Linked DNA regions of Mus musculus: regions 1 and 2 are each linked to region 3. The links are chromatin contacts, called in public HiChIP or PLAC-seq maps. All regions are on one chromosome and are shown on one strand. Each heading gives the region's core, a stretch centred on a gene start, on an enhancer-like site or on the middle of the called end of the contact. The rest is flanking DNA. Distances are from core to core; before and after follow the strand shown.

Region 1 (2,700 bases), core at 188-2,687, 380 kb after region 3:
ACTATGTGATTGCAGCTGGAACTGAGCCTATTACTGACCAGCGAGGTAGCTCCTGTAGTCTTCACTGTACGCTGATATTTCTAGTTTATCTCACCCCTGTTAAAAGGAAGGACGGCTTTCCTAAAATGAGATGGGACCATGTTGCTTGGCTGCCGTTATCAAATAAATGATATAAGACGTGAACTACTTCTTGAGGGAAGCATTTAAGAATTGATATTATACAGCATACTCTTTTCTCTCTGTCATGTTAACCAGGAAAATGTGAGAGGTTAGAGCATGAGTCATCTTAAATAACAGATGAAGTCTACCTACTGCAGAAGACTTTTCTAACATATACACAAATACAAAACCTACAGCATAAGGTAGGCATATGCTTTTACTGTTTGAAGGCCGAGACAAACAGACTAACTGTTCTACAATGTACCTAGCCTACTGTATCCTGTGACTTCTGGAAAAAGTTTGTGCTATGAACTTAGCACATACTCCTCCAACCATGATCCTTTGAAAGCACTACTTCTGAGTAGGGAAGGGGCCTGAGAGAATGCTCCTGCCCACAGGAAATTGTATAAAGCAGGAAAGGAATCCTGAAATCCACAGTACACATGCTAATCCTTTGGAAGGGAGGCCCAAGGGCCCTGCCCTCCTGTAATCTCCAGTGCAATTTCTACAACATCAAGGCTGCCTGCCATTCCCCAGGGGCAAGAGCTGCAGGCTGGTAATTAGTGTTACTACTGAGCCTATCACTGTTAATTAATGGTCAACATTCAGCTTAAATTGAAAACCATCTACTTCTGACTTGTCCACTCTAACTCCCATAGCTAGTTCCCCATTTGCACGTTGTGCCCTCATCTTAATAGCACAATTTCAATTTTACTTTAAAAACAGGAAGGAAAAAAATAACTTAAGTCAAGGAAAGAGATGACTCTCCATAGTAGTGAGTCACATTATCAAAATTAAAAGCATAAAAATTAATGGTAAAGAATTCATATTATTAAGAAATCATATTCATACTTAGATACTATGATTGTTACAGCAAGGCCATCACAGTAAACGTGTTAATAGTATTTAAGCATAAGGTCCTTCTCCCTGTGAAGTAAGAATCATTGTGCGCCACATTAGCTGGGTTAGTCACTTTAGAGCCGCTGTCTGGTAGAGCGTTTTAACTAAGCCTTGTCAGTGTTAATCCTAATGTCTGATGCTGGGATGTGCCTTGTATTACTTTATGTAACTGAAGAATAGGAAGCCTTTATGTTGGATTATTGGCTGAAGTAATGACCTCCTCCTGGAACCAGGCCTGGGATACAATGAAGTATCAAATGAGATTCTGGGTCAGCTCCTCCACAGGACTTAAAGGAAGCCAGCTCTTTTGTTAAGATTCATTCACTCACTAACAGGATGCTTTTGCCCCTGGCCATCCACTTAAGGCTCCTTCAGTAAGAAGTGTCTCCATTCACAGGCTAACTTGCCAGCCGAGCACACAGGCAGTGGTAGACAATAGTTAACAATGTATCAAGCCCTTCCTCAATGCTGTTCTCTCTGGACTCTGATCTAGCTGTGTGAGCCCGAGGCTATGTAGCTTAGGGCTAGAAAGAAGCCAGCCAAGAAGGCTCAGTGCCCTGTTCTCTGCTCTTGCGGCTTTCAGTGGCTCTTCTTGCATGTTTTACACTCCAGTGCTCTGTGTAAGGCATCATATCATATACATATACCACTGTAGAATAGCTCATCCATTCTACAACTCTTTACTAGGCACAGATAACAAACCCTTACATCAATGAGAAAATCTGAGATAGTGGCATTTGGTACAGAATTAAACAAGAAACGATTGTGGGATGGAAAGCATATAGAATAAGAACTGGTTTCATACAAGAAAGTCAGGGAAGGCCTGGCCAAGGGTTAAAGTCTGAGCTGGGACAGAAACTAGAATCCTCCAATCACAAGAGAGAGGGAGCAAGTCTAGGCAGAGGACACTACTGTTGGTCCTAAGGCTGGGGACAAGTTTGGTATTTCCAAAAATAGGAAAAGTCAGTGTGGGTATAGTTTAGCGAGTGAGCAAAGTATAAAAGCATGAGGGGTCAGATCATGTCAGCCACTGTAATGCAAAATGCAAACAAGAGGCTTGGTTGTCATGGTGAGATAAACTGAATCGAGAAGTGTGTGTGTGTGCTTGCCCTTGTTCGTGAAAGCCAGAGGCCCACCCACCTTGATTGTTTTTCTCTAAGAAGTAGAATTGTTCTTTAATAAAAACCGAAGGGCCTCAGTTTCTCTATAGAAGTGAGACTGTACACACATGGTCTGGAGAGTCTTGGTGTTTTATAGGATGAAAAAAGGGAAACTCTGAGATGGAACAGTCCACCTGCAGGTCACTTCTCTGAAGTCTTGAAGTGAGAGATGTTGGCATATGTACCCAACATATAGTGTTATCAATCATATCAAATTTCCATCCCAGAGTCTCTCAATCCACCTGAGGCTTTTAGGTACTTTTCTCTCCATTCTAGACCCCAAGGACAGAGTAAAAGAAAGGGGCAATGTATTCCCTTCCTGGGAAGGGGTCAGTCATTACGTAAAGACATAGCAAGACAGGAGTCTGAATCCATAGTGATGAGGGGAAGGGACAGCCCAGAAGTGCTGGACCTTAGTGGACAGACCCAGGATTTGGGTGAGTAATTGGCATTATCTACCTTTAAGAGATTACAAATTCTA
Region 2 (2,700 bases), core at 156-2,655, 350 kb after region 3:
GACATGCCCTTAGTACACATCTTTAATCACCAACAATGAAGGTAAAGTTAGTTTGTAGAAAGAAACACCCATTTTTGAAGGTGATGTCTAACTGAGTGGCAGACAAAGTGGTGAATCAGAGAACAATTTGAGAAAATAGGATATGCTCAACTTTCACAAGAACAGAGCTCATAGAGATGTAACTTAAAAGAGAGCAGCACAGAGGAGGGGGGGTTACTGGGATAATTGTATAGACACAGATTGAAGAGAGAACAAACTAGACACAGAATAAGGAGCCAGAAGATTAGAACATATTGCCAAAGTTAGTATGAGGCTAAGCTGAGCAATTCAGGAGAAGCCAAAAGAAGTCAGATCAAATCAGTCAGCATGGAGAAGAGTTTGAGCCAAAACAACTATGTTGCATCAGCCAGCAAGCCAGAGCTCAGAAAGAACTAGGAAGGGGTGATCTTATTCAGTAGCTAGTCTCAGAGGCTGAAAATATTCTAGGCCTAGATTAGATTGTACGGAGGGTAGAAGCTTCCAGGCCTATGTTAGCAGATGGAGGCAATAAGCCTTGGAGAGGACAATTACATCAGGTGAATAAAATATAGTTGTACAATGTACAAATCTGGAGACATACATGTCTAAATTTCTATCTGCCTGTGCAAATTTTGATCAAGTGAATCATGGGAAATCACAGAGTGGATTTTCTCAACAGATTCCCAAGTGTTTTAAAACTACTCATACTTTGTGCCCTTTTCTCAAGCTGAAGCTGATCAACTCACCTTTACATGCATACTAGATACCACATGCACACAGACTGCCCTGTGAGTCCCCTACCACCCATGCACACAGACTGCCCTGTGAGTCCCCTACCACCCATGCACAGATTGCCCTGTGAGTCCCCTTACCATCTGACTCTGTAAAGTCAGTATTTCCCTAAGAGTTACAATCTCCTCTCAACACATTGATTATGTGGATCAAAATCCTCTGGCTCTCATCAGCATGGGCCAAAATAGTCATTACCATAGATTTTCTACTCTTCTCTTTTAATGGACTAAGCTTTTAGGTTCTGGGTAATTCTTTGGATGTCAGACAAAACATAAACTCTTTTTTAGGTGCAGACAAAAAGTGAGAATAGTGTTCCTTTGCTCATCAGTGGAGGTTTGTAGCCTTTCCCTCTATCTGTGCTGAGGTAATTGTGTGCACACACAAAGCTCTCCTTCCTACTCTTCATTTGGCTATTAATGAATATTTGTGTGGATCATTCCTTCTGTAATTGCAGTGACAAAGGGGGGAAGAAGTGTTGTGCTGAAGCTAGAATGTTTTTAAGCATTTTTTCGGCTATTACCCAGGACTAACATTAGCAAGTCAATTCCTATGGGCGGAGCTGGGAGTTTCCATACACAAAGGATTGCATTCCAACCTACCAAAAGTCAACAGATAGGGGACCTTGAGGCTTGAATAAATCACCTTTGATGTGTCTTTCTCCTAGATGAGCTCAAAATTCCTCCTTTGCTGGGGTGAGATTTAACCCCCATCCCAAGTATCATTGCTTTCTGTGAGAAAGAAAACTATCTCCTCCTAGCTGCATTAGAAACATGCGCTTACATATCTGAAGACCGCTGGCTCATTACACTGATTAGTTCCTTGTAATTCTATGAAGAAACTCCTGGGCTTTAATGGATCAGATATTGGATGATTAAATTTAGTCCTGTGGTACATTCACTTAAGAAACAGCAGTGAGGAAAAAGGTACCTTGACAGCTTGAGAGTATGGTAGGAACACAAAAGTCCCCTTGGGGAAGATGCGTACCAAACACCCAAGCAACCATTGTCTTCATTAGCACCTAACTCTTTGCTACTATGTCTGGCTCCCTATCACTCAAGTCAAATATCTTGCTGCCATACTCAAGACAGTCTTCCCCTAAGTTTATGAAGGAGGTAAGATTTTCAGGTTAAGACTTTCAATATTAGAAGGACCTGCTCATTCTTAGCAGGGAAAAGAAGGGTTCTTGTAGGACATTAGGCAATGAGAAGCTATTCTGCAGGATTCTCCAGGTTTCATAGGCTGACTCCTCTGCACTGCCCCATACTGTTAGACTGGGACTTCACATGTATTGTACCTGCTGCTCAAGGAAGGAAATGAACCACACGGAGACTTTTCAAAGCTTGGTGCTGCCCTGACACATTTGTACTATTTCATCTGATCCAGTTACAGATCTAGTAAGTAGATAGCAACTGGCTGGCAAGGATGTTGGATGCCATAGCACCCAATGAACCCACTCAACATTTTTTCTTTCTTCCAGCTGACCTGTGCCAGTGCCAGATGACTTGGCCCTCGGGTTTTCCTGTGTGTGGATGTGGCTCACTCCCTTTTTAGGAATGTCATTTGAATTCAGATTATTATGGAATGAATGGGCTCAAGGACCTGCTGCTTTGGACTGTCTGCTGAATTCAAATTTTTGAGTAATTGAGTACAGGCTGTTAACACATGCAGCCACTTCCTTCCTTTACTAGTAGGGAGAAATAGCTTCTGCCACTGCCATAAGTGTTACACAGTGGCTCAGCGGAAGCTGCCTATCAAAAGAAATGCAGAATCGAAGCTAGGGTATGTATAGGGTAGGTGTGTGTGTGTGTGTGTGTGTGTGTGTGTGTGTGTGTGTCACAGCACAGCCAGGTCTGAGCAATGAATAAATGTGACTCCTGCAAAGACTAGAAT
Region 3 (2,700 bases), core at 156-2,655:
CTACCTTACATATTCAAAGTCCAGTATGAGTTTTCAGGGATTAGGCTCTTAAATGTAGATACATTTCTTTCCTTAGTCGTCTCTGCCCATCAGAAATCTCCTAACCCTTTTGGTGTCTTACAAGTAACACTTGAGTTATCAACTGCTGTGTCTGGAAGGGAATGAGTGGAGAAAGCATCCAATCCACTTACTTTGCAAATGAGGAAAATCACATCAGCTGATTTTCCCAGGGTCACCTACCTTTAAGTGACAAGCTTGGGACTAAAGACCAGTTGTGATTCCCAGGAAATTCTGAATTTGCTTCTAAGCTTACAACATAGTAATTGCTTCCATCATTTGAATTGACACCTGCCTAAACAGTGTGAGGTTCAACTTCATCTCAATATGGGGTTGTAATTGTCGAGAGCATAGTCTGTTACTCAAACCCATATTTGGTGAAAAATCACTTGTAATTCAAGTTAGCACTTGATTTATTTTTTAGGGCTTGTCAAGTTTCAGAAATAATGAGCTCCATACACTGGGCTTCTTTCAGGGTTGGGTATTGTAGTCAGGAATCGTTCTTGATAATATCTTCTGAGCTGAAGGCCTATGTCTAGCATGTTTTATTATAAGGTTCACTCATATCAGCTCTACAGAAGCACATACCAACAGAAAGAGGGATAAGAGGAGTTTGCAGTGCCGTTTTGTGTGTTTAACTGAGTGTGGGGTAGTGCACTGAGATTTGAGAATGTGTTGATGTAAAAGCCTCATTTGTATGGAAACCCTCTGGCCGAGGTTCTTTTCTTGTTCCTTTTTCATTATGCCCCTCTGTGCTGCAAACCCATGCCACAATAAAGGGATGTACTTTCACTGAAAAATATCAAAAAGCAGTGTGTTAATGTCAAGCATTAACTGAGAAGCTGCTGAAGATAGAGTAGAAACTCAGGCTTGTTCAAACTCTTCTGTCTATGGCAAGAGCCACACCCACTAGGCTGCAAATGTATCCCTGCTCTTTTCTAAACATTTGTCTTTCTGTTCTGTGATCTAGTTCTTGATCCTTTGGAGCACCAAACTGAAGGTCATGTCCTTGTTCCTAAACAAGTGCATGACCTAGGAACATTTGCTTGATTGTGTTTACCATTTCAGGGAGTTTAATTGCCTCCAGAGTCCACTGGGAGGCCCCAAGGTAGCAAATCTTGTTACTATGCTGATTTCCTTTTTCCTTAGAACTTGCAGGTTACAAGGAGAACATTTTGATTTCTTACTTGAAATCTTAAAGCATGAACACTGATGACTACCTAATGGTAGTCCAATATGCGTGATTTGAATATGAAATCCCTCTTACATTTTCATGATGGACTCTTTCTTGTATGGTAGGTGTGGCTCCCACTATCCCTTTGTTGGGAGAACTTCCAGTCTGATCTTGGAGGATTCCTAACAAAAGCTTTGTTTGCGTGAGTCCCTTCACATTTTCATCAGTTCAACCTCTAAGGACCTGAAGTTAATAGCAAAAACAATCAAAGTTTTTGCAAGGATGGTAACAAATGTTTGGTCATTTGAAGAACAAATAGGTATTAGGTGTAAGAGGGGCAATACAGGAAAGGACATATAAGGAAAAGATTCAGAACTAAAGTGTAACAGAGATTCAACATTGTATAAAGAATATCAAATGAAATATGCATATTAGGGTCAGCAATGGATAAGGCAGTATATTTGTTCAGTTTTTATGTATTGTGTGACACAAATATCTAAACCTGGGTACTACTGACCAAATTCTTGTGAGGCGGCATGATCATGTAATTATTCTAAATGAAATGGTCACATTAGGAGCAACATATGCAAAGGGCATTTATTGAGTCATGTTTGCATTGAATGTGATAAATAATGTGCTATTTTGACCTCTCGACTACTCTCACCTTGGCATTATTTGGCTTTGCTCCCAGTTTCTAATGGGAGATCCACCCTTTTGTTTCAGTTTACCTCTCTTTGTGCTGTGTTTCTAAGCCTTGTTTCAATGAAAGTTAGGCTTTTATAACTCGGTGTGCACGCCCAAACATTCCGATATCTGTCTTCACTTGTATATGTACAGAAATAGATGTCTGTAAATAGGAAAGGAATTTGAAGCTTTTCTGCCAAGGCATTGGCCCTATTTCCCCAGGGAACTGAGGTTAGAAGGGAGTGATGGAAAGAACCGAGCCACATTTTTCTCTACATGCTTCTGTGTTGTTTTAACTCTATATCATAAACACATAGTGTAATTAAGGGGAAAAGCTAAACTTAACATACCACCAAATAACAAGGAACACTTTCTCTTTTCCTTTTGCAGGTATGAAGATCAACTAAAGCAATCGATGCCTCAAGAGAAATTTCAGAACTTGTGCTTCCTTAAAAAAAAAAAAAAAAAAAATCACACAGTGAAGCACTGTACCCTGGCCTTGCTCTGGTTTCAGTAGCTCTGGATTGTTTCAGTATGAAGATCTATAATACTTAATAGAAATGCCAGTGATAGTGCAGGGCTCCTATGCCATCCCACAGCATCCAGCCGACACTGCCATGTCCCTCATGCTCTACAAGTGGGACATCTGTAGCCAATGCTCTCTTCTTTTCCATTTCTCTTCTTTTCCATTTTGTCACCAGGCTACAAGGAAAACAGGAAAAGTTTTAAACAAGAAGTCTTTTTTTTTTAAGCTCATTGAGCCCCAGCCTTTCTTTTCTGTGACA

Evidence for each region. HiChIP or PLAC-seq counts read pairs in DNA pulled down with a chosen protein or histone mark.
Region 1: a contact with region 3 is called in an H3K27ac HiChIP or PLAC-seq map of embryonic stem cells, with 9 read pairs. The contact joins two enhancer-like sites. A contact is called at or near these places in 1 of 484 Hi-C or Micro-C datasets (embryonic stem cells) and 4 of 115 datasets of contacts at active chromatin or transcription factors (the NIH/3T3 cell line and embryonic stem cells).
Region 2: an H3K27ac HiChIP or PLAC-seq map of embryonic stem cells shows a contact between it and region 3, with 6 read pairs. The contact joins two enhancer-like sites.

What each region holds. Positions count from the first base shown.
Region 1 is chr14:9,694,089-9,696,788 of GRCm38.p6, forward strand. All of the region lies in intron 5 of Fhit (fragile histidine triad gene), which reads right to left. Among named protein-coding and RNA genes, the nearest start is that of Gm41096, 170 kb to the left of the region's middle. Within about 2 kb of position 1,438, at least 17 of the 459 cell types and tissues checked have an H3K27ac peak or open chromatin away from gene starts, as enhancers often do. A contact at or near this core is called in embryonic stem cells, where this site is marked.
Region 2 is chr14:9,670,581-9,673,280 of GRCm38.p6, forward strand. The region is part of intron 5 of Fhit (fragile histidine triad gene); the gene reads right to left. Among named protein-coding and RNA genes, the nearest start is that of Gm41096, 140 kb to the left of the region's middle. Within about 2 kb of position 1,406, at least 14 of the 459 cell types and tissues checked have an H3K27ac peak or open chromatin away from gene starts, as enhancers often do. A contact at or near this core is called in embryonic stem cells, where this site is marked.
Region 3 is chr14:9,317,921-9,320,620 of GRCm38.p6, forward strand. No RefSeq gene overlaps it. Among named protein-coding and RNA genes, the nearest start is that of Gm41097, 130 kb to the right of the region's middle. Within about 2 kb of position 1,406, at least 34 of the 459 cell types and tissues checked have an H3K27ac peak or open chromatin away from gene starts, as enhancers often do. A contact at or near this core is called in embryonic stem cells, where this site is marked.